2 separate regions of the Hordeum vulgare genome follow, and region 2 is linked to region 1. The links are chromatin contacts, called in public Hi-C maps. All regions are on one chromosome and are shown on one strand. Each heading gives the region's core, a stretch centred on a gene start, on an enhancer-like site or on the middle of the called end of the contact. The rest is flanking DNA. Distances are from core to core; before and after follow the strand shown. Region 1 has its middle 44 kb from the start of LOC123441732. Region 2 has its middle 150 kb from the start of LOC123441748.

What was found. A called contact is a pair of places that touch in the nucleus more often than the background predicts.
Region 2: a Hi-C map of seedling shows a contact between it and region 1, with 2.9 times the contacts expected there. The contact joins two enhancer-like sites. A contact is called at or near these places in 3 of 6 Hi-C or Micro-C datasets (leaf and seedling).

Annotation. Positions count from the first base shown.
Region 1 is chr1H:418,404,532-418,408,338 of MorexV3_pseudomolecules_assembly, reverse strand. No RefSeq gene overlaps it. Among protein-coding and RNA genes, the nearest start is that of LOC123441732, 44 kb to the right of the region's middle. Within about 2 kb of position 2,063, at least 3 of the 3 cell types and tissues checked have open chromatin away from gene starts, as enhancers often do. A contact at or near this core is called in leaf and seedling, where this site is marked.
Region 2 is chr1H:418,615,232-418,619,038 of MorexV3_pseudomolecules_assembly, reverse strand. No RefSeq gene overlaps it. Among protein-coding and RNA genes, the nearest start is that of LOC123441748, 150 kb to the left of the region's middle. Within about 2 kb of position 1,903, at least 3 of the 3 cell types and tissues checked have open chromatin away from gene starts, as enhancers often do. A contact at or near this core is called in leaf and seedling, where this site is marked.

The sequences.
Region 1 (3,807 bases), core at 814-3,313:
CATCAATGAGTTGATATATCTAACACGCATGCAAGTTTCCATGTTCATTCTCATTCCAAATCTTCTGAAATCTTCCTTGCCACTCTGTTTTCCCTTTGATCGTGACTCTTAGACATTCTTTGACAAAGATGAAACACATCTTCCCAACCGGTAAAAAACGAGCTTACATCTCTTCCACCACCCACCCACGTTTGCCCATCTCAGACGGGGCGAGGTGGATTTTCACCCACCATAGATGTAAGGTCTTATTACATCCTATATGAAAATTAAATGGTCACATGTAGTATTGCTTATATATCCCCTAAAAATGGTTATGGGCCCGACAGTCATCTTCTAGTGCAATTGGATGATATAGTGTAGGCGCCAACTGATATTTTCCTTTGATATTTTATTCGGTGAAGCGTGCCCACTGTGAAAATGTCGATAATTTTCTCAAAACTCGCAGTGTTTTTTCAGTGTGATCTCGTTGTGCAAAATGATAGTGATTAAATAATTCCTTGTGGTTTAGGGGTCAGTTGTGATCACAATCAAAATCCTTAAAATAGTATCTAAGACAAAGATGGGATGTTGGGTAACCAACATCATCAAGATAACACAAACCACTTAAGTTTAAGTTAAAACCACTATCTAATGTCACAGTTTGGCCAAGAGCACTCTTATTTCCTTTTTCATCGGACAAAGGGAATTATAGCATATGTTTCTCATTCTTAGTCATGACATGATGGTTGCTGACCTTATTTGTCTCTACATATGATGTTTTTATGAAACGTCGATGGTCTATATATTTTTTGAAGTCCAAGAGGTTGCATTTTGGTTTGGGATAGTAGTTTATACACCGGATAAAATGTACACTGCACGTGTACAATCGTCAGTAGACAAAGTTATGGATTTGCTCCTACCTCTTCTATTGTGTTGAGTACTCCCTCTGTTTCAAAATAAATGTTGTTGAGTTAGTATAAATTTTTGTACTAGTCTAGTATTAAATTTACGACACTTATTTTTAGATGGAGGGAATATTATGTTTTAGATCTTGTAAGCATGCCAAACCCTTTGCTAAGATACATCTAAAAAAACTTCACTAAAATAAGATTTGAAGTGAATCAAAAGGTGGCATTGTATAGATTATGAATCAATGTCAAATTAGATGAAGACAACCTTTTGCTAAATGTGATGCATATTACTTCCTCTGTACCTAAATAATTATAGTTGTGAAGAACTAAACTAGTTTTCCCCAACTACAATTATTTGGGTACAGAGAAAGTATTTGAGAAATCTAACTTTCTCAATTTCTCCACGGCCCATAACCCCAAAAGACGAAAAATAATTTCAGCCAATGATCGTTGTGCAGAGCAAGGTGGGCCTTATACATTACGAAATCAACGGAATCTAGCTAAAGGGGCTCAGTAATGAACACTGAGTTGATATATCATCTGAGCACCCCTTTTCGTTCTCTTTTCAGAATGCCACCCATTCCTGGTTGCATGCAGCTGCACGCAGGCGCCCCCCACATTTCCTGTTCCCGACTCAACGCATTCCTGAACGCGGTCTCATCATCATCGCCCCGCAATCTCAGTCACTATCGGCCTTGTGACTTTTCTCCCGTAGGATCTTGGTGCAAGCTCATGTGAGGCACAGTAGACGCACGGGCATGGTCGATCCGGAGCGGTGTATGCAGTGCGGTGCTGTCGCCCGGCAAAGAAAGAAAGGATTTACGAGAGGGAGGGGCGCTGGGCGGCGCTTTCCGCGGGTGGATGGGAATCGCCGGCACGAGGCGACGGCCGGCCACCGCTGCTTTAGCTAGCCAAGGCCTCTCGTACTACCTCTCACCGGCCGGCCGTGGGGACCCGGCAGCATCGGGGCGCTGGAAAAGATCGGGGCGCGGGAGAAAGGCGGAAAACTACCGGAAAAGGCCCGTCCGCTATGGTGGTAGGCAGCCTCAAGCTTCAATCATTGGGGCCGTGGACGCACGATTTCCCGAGGGGATCGGGTGGGGTGGTGGATGGACGGCCGGCGGCAAGTGGTGGGGTTTTGGCTTCTCGAGGAAATGGACGTGCGGCAAAAGTGCCGGCGCGCGTGTCGCCCGTTGCGGCCGGGGGGATCTGGAGTTTGGACAGTGGCGGCGAGATGATTAGGTGATCTACTAGTAGTTTGGATTAGATTTGTTCTAATGTCTACGCCCGTCCACACGGAAGCGGATGCGGGCCACGTCTTCTCATGTCAGGTTCGTCCATACGTGGCGTTCGATTAAAGTCAGCATTATTTTTATTAACGACGACCGTTCACCGCGTGTCCACACGACCCACAGGCGTTCTTTTTTTTTTAATCTGAGCGTGCGGTGGAGTCGGCCTTATCCTCTTTCAAAAGTCGCCTCTACCCACAGCCACCCGCTGCTCCCCCGCGGGCGGAAAACCCTAGCCATCATGGGTTTCTTCTCCATCAAAGACAAGGGCAAGTCCCCGGTGCTCCCGTCGCCGGCGTCTTCCTCTCGTCCGCCTCGGCAGCGGGTGAGCGTATGAGTGCACCAGGCGAGGTGGCACTGGGAGCACCGCGAACCCTCGCCTACCCCGATGTCATGTTGTCGCACGACTGGCATTTAGATCCGAAGAGGATCCCAGTACCAGCAGTGTCGCGGTCGGCGCGAAAGCATGCTGAGGAGGTGAGGCGTCGGCGTCAGCAGCGGCGCAACCCCATGTACGCTGCAAGACTCTCCCGAATGGGAGGTCTGGTTTGCGTGGGAGCATGAGGAGCAGCGTCCGCGTGGCGTCCGTGATGTGGTGGCTGGACCGCCGCCACCCCTCGTTGTCTGAGAAGAAGACCAGGCAACGGAGGCCGCGTACCAGAACGCGCTGGCGTTCGTCCTGCGTGCAAGCGAGGGGGAAGCACGCGTCAAGGAGGAGGAGGCGTCCTATGAGAAGCAGCTCGTAGAGGCCATGGCACTCTTCGCTATTGACGACTGCGTCATTTAGCCGTTGGCCCCGCCGTCCCCCGTCGAGCCAGGGTCGTTGGTCCTCAGGCCCGAGTTGTACGCCTAGGATGGGGTGGTGCGTGAGTGGGTCAGCACGCCACCCGTCTGGTAGGGTGCGACGTCGGAGCAGGAGGCAGCCTATCTGGAGCGTCGACGGCAGGGCGGGTGTCGGAGGAGGGCACAGAGGCCCGGCGGATCGAGCTGATGGAGCGCGAGGCCGAAGCTGAGGAGGAGGAGTGACATGTTGTCCAGCAAGTGACGGTGCAACCACCGGCGGACGACGTCGTCGCCGCCTGGGAGACGGCCTTACCCTGGGCTGGAACGGCGCCAACGCTTGTCTACCTCACCGAGTCGATGACGAGGACGAGACGGGCGCCTAGGACAGCGCGCCTACTTGTTTTTAGTTTATTAAATTTTATGTTTAATATAATATGGACAATCCCCGGCCTTCCAGACCAGCATTAAATGTTTAATTAGTGATTTTTATATTTTCAAAATGTTTGTTATGTTTTTTTCGCGTCGTCTGAAAATGGATTGTAACCGTGTTAGGCACAAGCGCTGACCCAATTACAAAAACGTATACGGGCATCTGTCGGACCGACCCAAAAGACAAAGTGCAAACATAACACCCGTCCGTTTGGATCGACCGTTTGAAGTTGCTCTGATACTCCCTTCGTTCCTAAATACCATAAGCCTTTTTAGAGATTTTATAATACAGACTGCGTATGAAACAAAATAAATGAATTTACACATTAAAACATGTATATGCATCATATGTAGTCCGTGTTAGAATTTTTAAGATGACTTATATTTTAAAACAAAGAGAGTATTTGACTCGAGAG
Region 2 (3,807 bases), core at 654-3,153, 210 kb before region 1:
CCCGCTTCATCCCTTGTCAGCCCCTCAACCTAGTCGCCTGTCGCCATGATTGCCAAAACCACCACACTAGACGAAGGGCGGGCAGTTCTACTCGAGAACCCCTTGATCGCCCCGAATCCAGGCAATGGAATGACAAAAGATGACAGCAGGCAGAGAGAGGGATCGAATGTGAGTGGAATGATGGGGTAAATCAGAGAAAACGACCGCGATCGAGATCTCAATGGAGTCCAGGAACCCTAGGCCGCCGTCGCGAGAGCGCCGAAAACCCTAGGTAGCAGACAGTTTTTTTTTGCATGCACGCAAACCGATTTTGATATCTTGGCTAATCAGCACCTACACGCATTTGCAATGCGTCTAAGTGTTGACAAATCGATTTTGGTATCTTGGCTAATCAGCTCCTAGACGCATTGCATGCATCGTCTTTCTACCATCACTTTGGAGAAAAAGGAAGGAGCAAACGAGGTTGGAAGGGGAACGAGGAGAGGAGTTAATGAAATACGTCCAGCTTTTTAAGAAAACCTGGTTTTAAGGTGCCCTATGCATTGATATGGAGGGAGTACGTGTTTTACCTTAATCAGACCTTGTTTACCCATGTCCAAATGTTCCACGGCATGACTGGCGGATGAAAAATTTCAGATGACCTACCGATCACGGGAGTAAAACGTCGCGTCGGAAACGGGAAACCACGGGCACAATGGACCTCCACGCGCAACATGGACCTCCAGGCCACCCTACAATGCTTGTTTATTCATGCCAGCACTTCGACCAGTCACAGGTTTCTGTCTCCACACCCACGGTCGTACGATTGGTCTCAGCACGTGCCAAGCGTGCGTGCACGGTCTCAGCACCACACCCCGAGACGGCGAGATGACCATCAAACACCACTACTAAGTTTATCCCCCATCCTTTGTCTTTCCGGAGCAAACCCACACGCTTGATTTGGCCGCATTGCTCGTGCCCGACCCACGCGAAGGCGACACGGGAGATTTCGCAGGCGACCACGCACCGCATCCGCATCGGCATCGGCATCGGCGTAGTAAGTGCCGGCGCGGACGAGCGTTCGTGCCAAGCAAGAGTCGGAGTGAGATGCCGGCGTGGGCAGCCGGTTCACACGTGCCGGGCGCGTCGGCCGTGCTCGTCTTTGCTTTCGGAACAAACTTGTGGTGGAACGGAACGACGTGGCGGGATCGCGATAGCGCAAGAAGCTCGGCCCAGTCAGTAGCCTGGCCGGTCCGGTGTGACCCGGCAAGTGACCATGGCCTCTCGAGCTTTGTCATGCCATAATTACGTGGAGGGGCAAATCAAATCCCGGGCGACAACTGGCGTGCAAGCGAAGCCCATGTTGTCTGCCTAAATCCGAGCTTGATTTCCAGACATGGACCTGCCTGTCATCAGATATACAACTAACTACGAATTGGAATACTGTATGTAGTACGTATATCGCACGAACAGGTTAACCCATTTGTTGATTGATGGACTGATTGATCGCCGTGTCGGATCACACCGGTCATCGAGCAAGCGCACGTACGTACCCCGCCCTTTTGGCTCTAGAGAAGGCAGCGCCCCCCCCGTCGCTACTGCAATCAATCAAGACCTCAACGCGACACGAGTCGACCCCAGTGTGGGCGACCCCGTTTCCAGCGATACATGTGTCGAGACCCCGTCATGTTTTACGTGGCCTGTCGTTCCCACGCGTGTCGCCGCGCCCCGTGCGGTCGCCGTCGGCGCATATGGCGCCCCGGAAGAGACGTGCTCGACCGCGCGCGTGCTGCATGCGCATCGCGCTCGCGCCACCGCGGCTTTTGTCACCGCGCGGCGTGTAGGCTTCGACGGGATCTGCCATGCATAGGCTGCCGGTGCATGTCATGCAGAGCGAGCTAAGCCATTCGGCAACCAGCTCGACGCGTACAAAGTGGAAGAACATGGTGTCGCTGACCTCAGCTGGTCTAGAACTAGACTAGAAGAAGCGTGCCCGGTTTCAACTTGGCTCCAAGTTCCAACCACCGGACGGCAGTTGCCTCCGAAGCCAATTCGGTCGGGGCCCGGGCTACGCCCTACACGGCCGCGCTAGCGTCCCGTCATGTAGCCACCGCGGACCACCTCGGCGGCGTCTCCATCAGGCATTCATCAGGCCCGCTCCAAGTTGCCCGTGCGCGCCGCGGATTTGGTGATGTTACCAACAATGTCCATGCCACCGTGCTTTTGAGGTGCTCCCTTCGTTCTTATGTACGTGGTAAATGAAAACGAAGAAAACACAGTATGGCGCTTGCTACAGACAAGTAGCAACTCCACTAGCTTTTGCACCGGACGTTTCACTTTCAGCAAGCTCTACGGCCCGGGGTCCGTTCGCGGGGGCGCGTGCACACGACACACCGGCACGGGCGCCGCGCGCACCAACGGAAAGCCGGAACCATGAAAGTTGCCGCCGGCCGGGCCACCGTCCACAACTTGCATGCGCGGACGAAACAACCACGGCGTTCGCCGATGCTTTCTTTCGTAGAGCTGCAGCGCACCCCCGCTGCCCTGTCCCTCGGCGTATACCATATCAGGCACAGGCACTGGCACGGCAAAGTGACTGCCATCCATCACATTGCCGTGTCATTCATAATTGACCCGTGTCTAACCCTACGCTGCTCCTTCTTTCCTGGGTTATCTAACGTAATAAACATGACGGCCGGGGAAGGGTCGGAACGTCACTGTCGAACTGCTGAGATTTGCTTTCGTTTCGGCTCCTCGTAAACAAGAATGGGGCTGTGATCTTCAACTTCTTTTGGCAGCCTCCTCGACCCCGCGCTCGCTAGTAGGGCCCTGCATAGCCTTTTGACTTGCGACTTTTGTTACACACGGGTGAGGTTACAAAAGTGAGCCACCGCTCAAAGCCAAAGGTGGCGACAAGGGACACGGTACGTCAACTATATATACATGCACACGCGCACGTATAGAGGCGGCGGCAGTAGAAGAAGACACACAAACATTACCACGTTGCGACATTATCAATTTGTTGTTATCTTCCCACCCTTCGAGAAAGAAATCGCTTTTTGAGTCGTCGCAATTCGGTCATGCTAGTAATTTCGACGGGACTGATTATGCTGGCGTGCGTAAGCGCTGGCAGGGATTATATTTCACTTGTCAGTGCCTCAGTGGACGGGACGGGAGCGGTGCTCTCGCTTTCGGATGGCACCCTTGGCACCGGATCCGTGCGGCGAGTGTTCACTGTCATGGCAAAAGGCCCTTTTGATTTGGCGTTCTTTCATGTTTGTTTGCCATCAAGGAAAAAGCCGGCTTGGCAGTCAGAGGAACTAAACAAATTTGCATCATGATGCATCAAAGTTACAACTATTACGAGGCCCATCAGTCGTCCGTTTAAATAAGAATGATCTCATGGGTGTCCTGTGCCGTTACACGGCGGCCCCCATGCATCATGATTCATGCTCACCACTGCATCCACTCAAGGCGGCCACTTTCACAACATTTAAGAGCTCCCCTGCTCTAGTTGGGAAACCAACCTTCTACCAGTAGATATATATCGGGCGTCCTAAAAGACCTAAACTAAACCGGTGTGACCTAACAGCAGAGGTATCACGGCCTAATTAATCCCTGGCGATTAGTCTATCATGTCGTGTTCTTGTTTTAGTGTGTGCATGGTTCAGTGCACCCCGGAATTCAAATGGTTTCTTCTCCGTGAGTTCGCGCTGACGCTGCCGAATCTGGGCCATTCTTTTCTGGCAAAGGCAAAGGGAAGAGAGCTTTATGATATCACATGTCTGTGTGTACTTTGGATGCCCTCGGTTGATCGGGAGGTAGCAC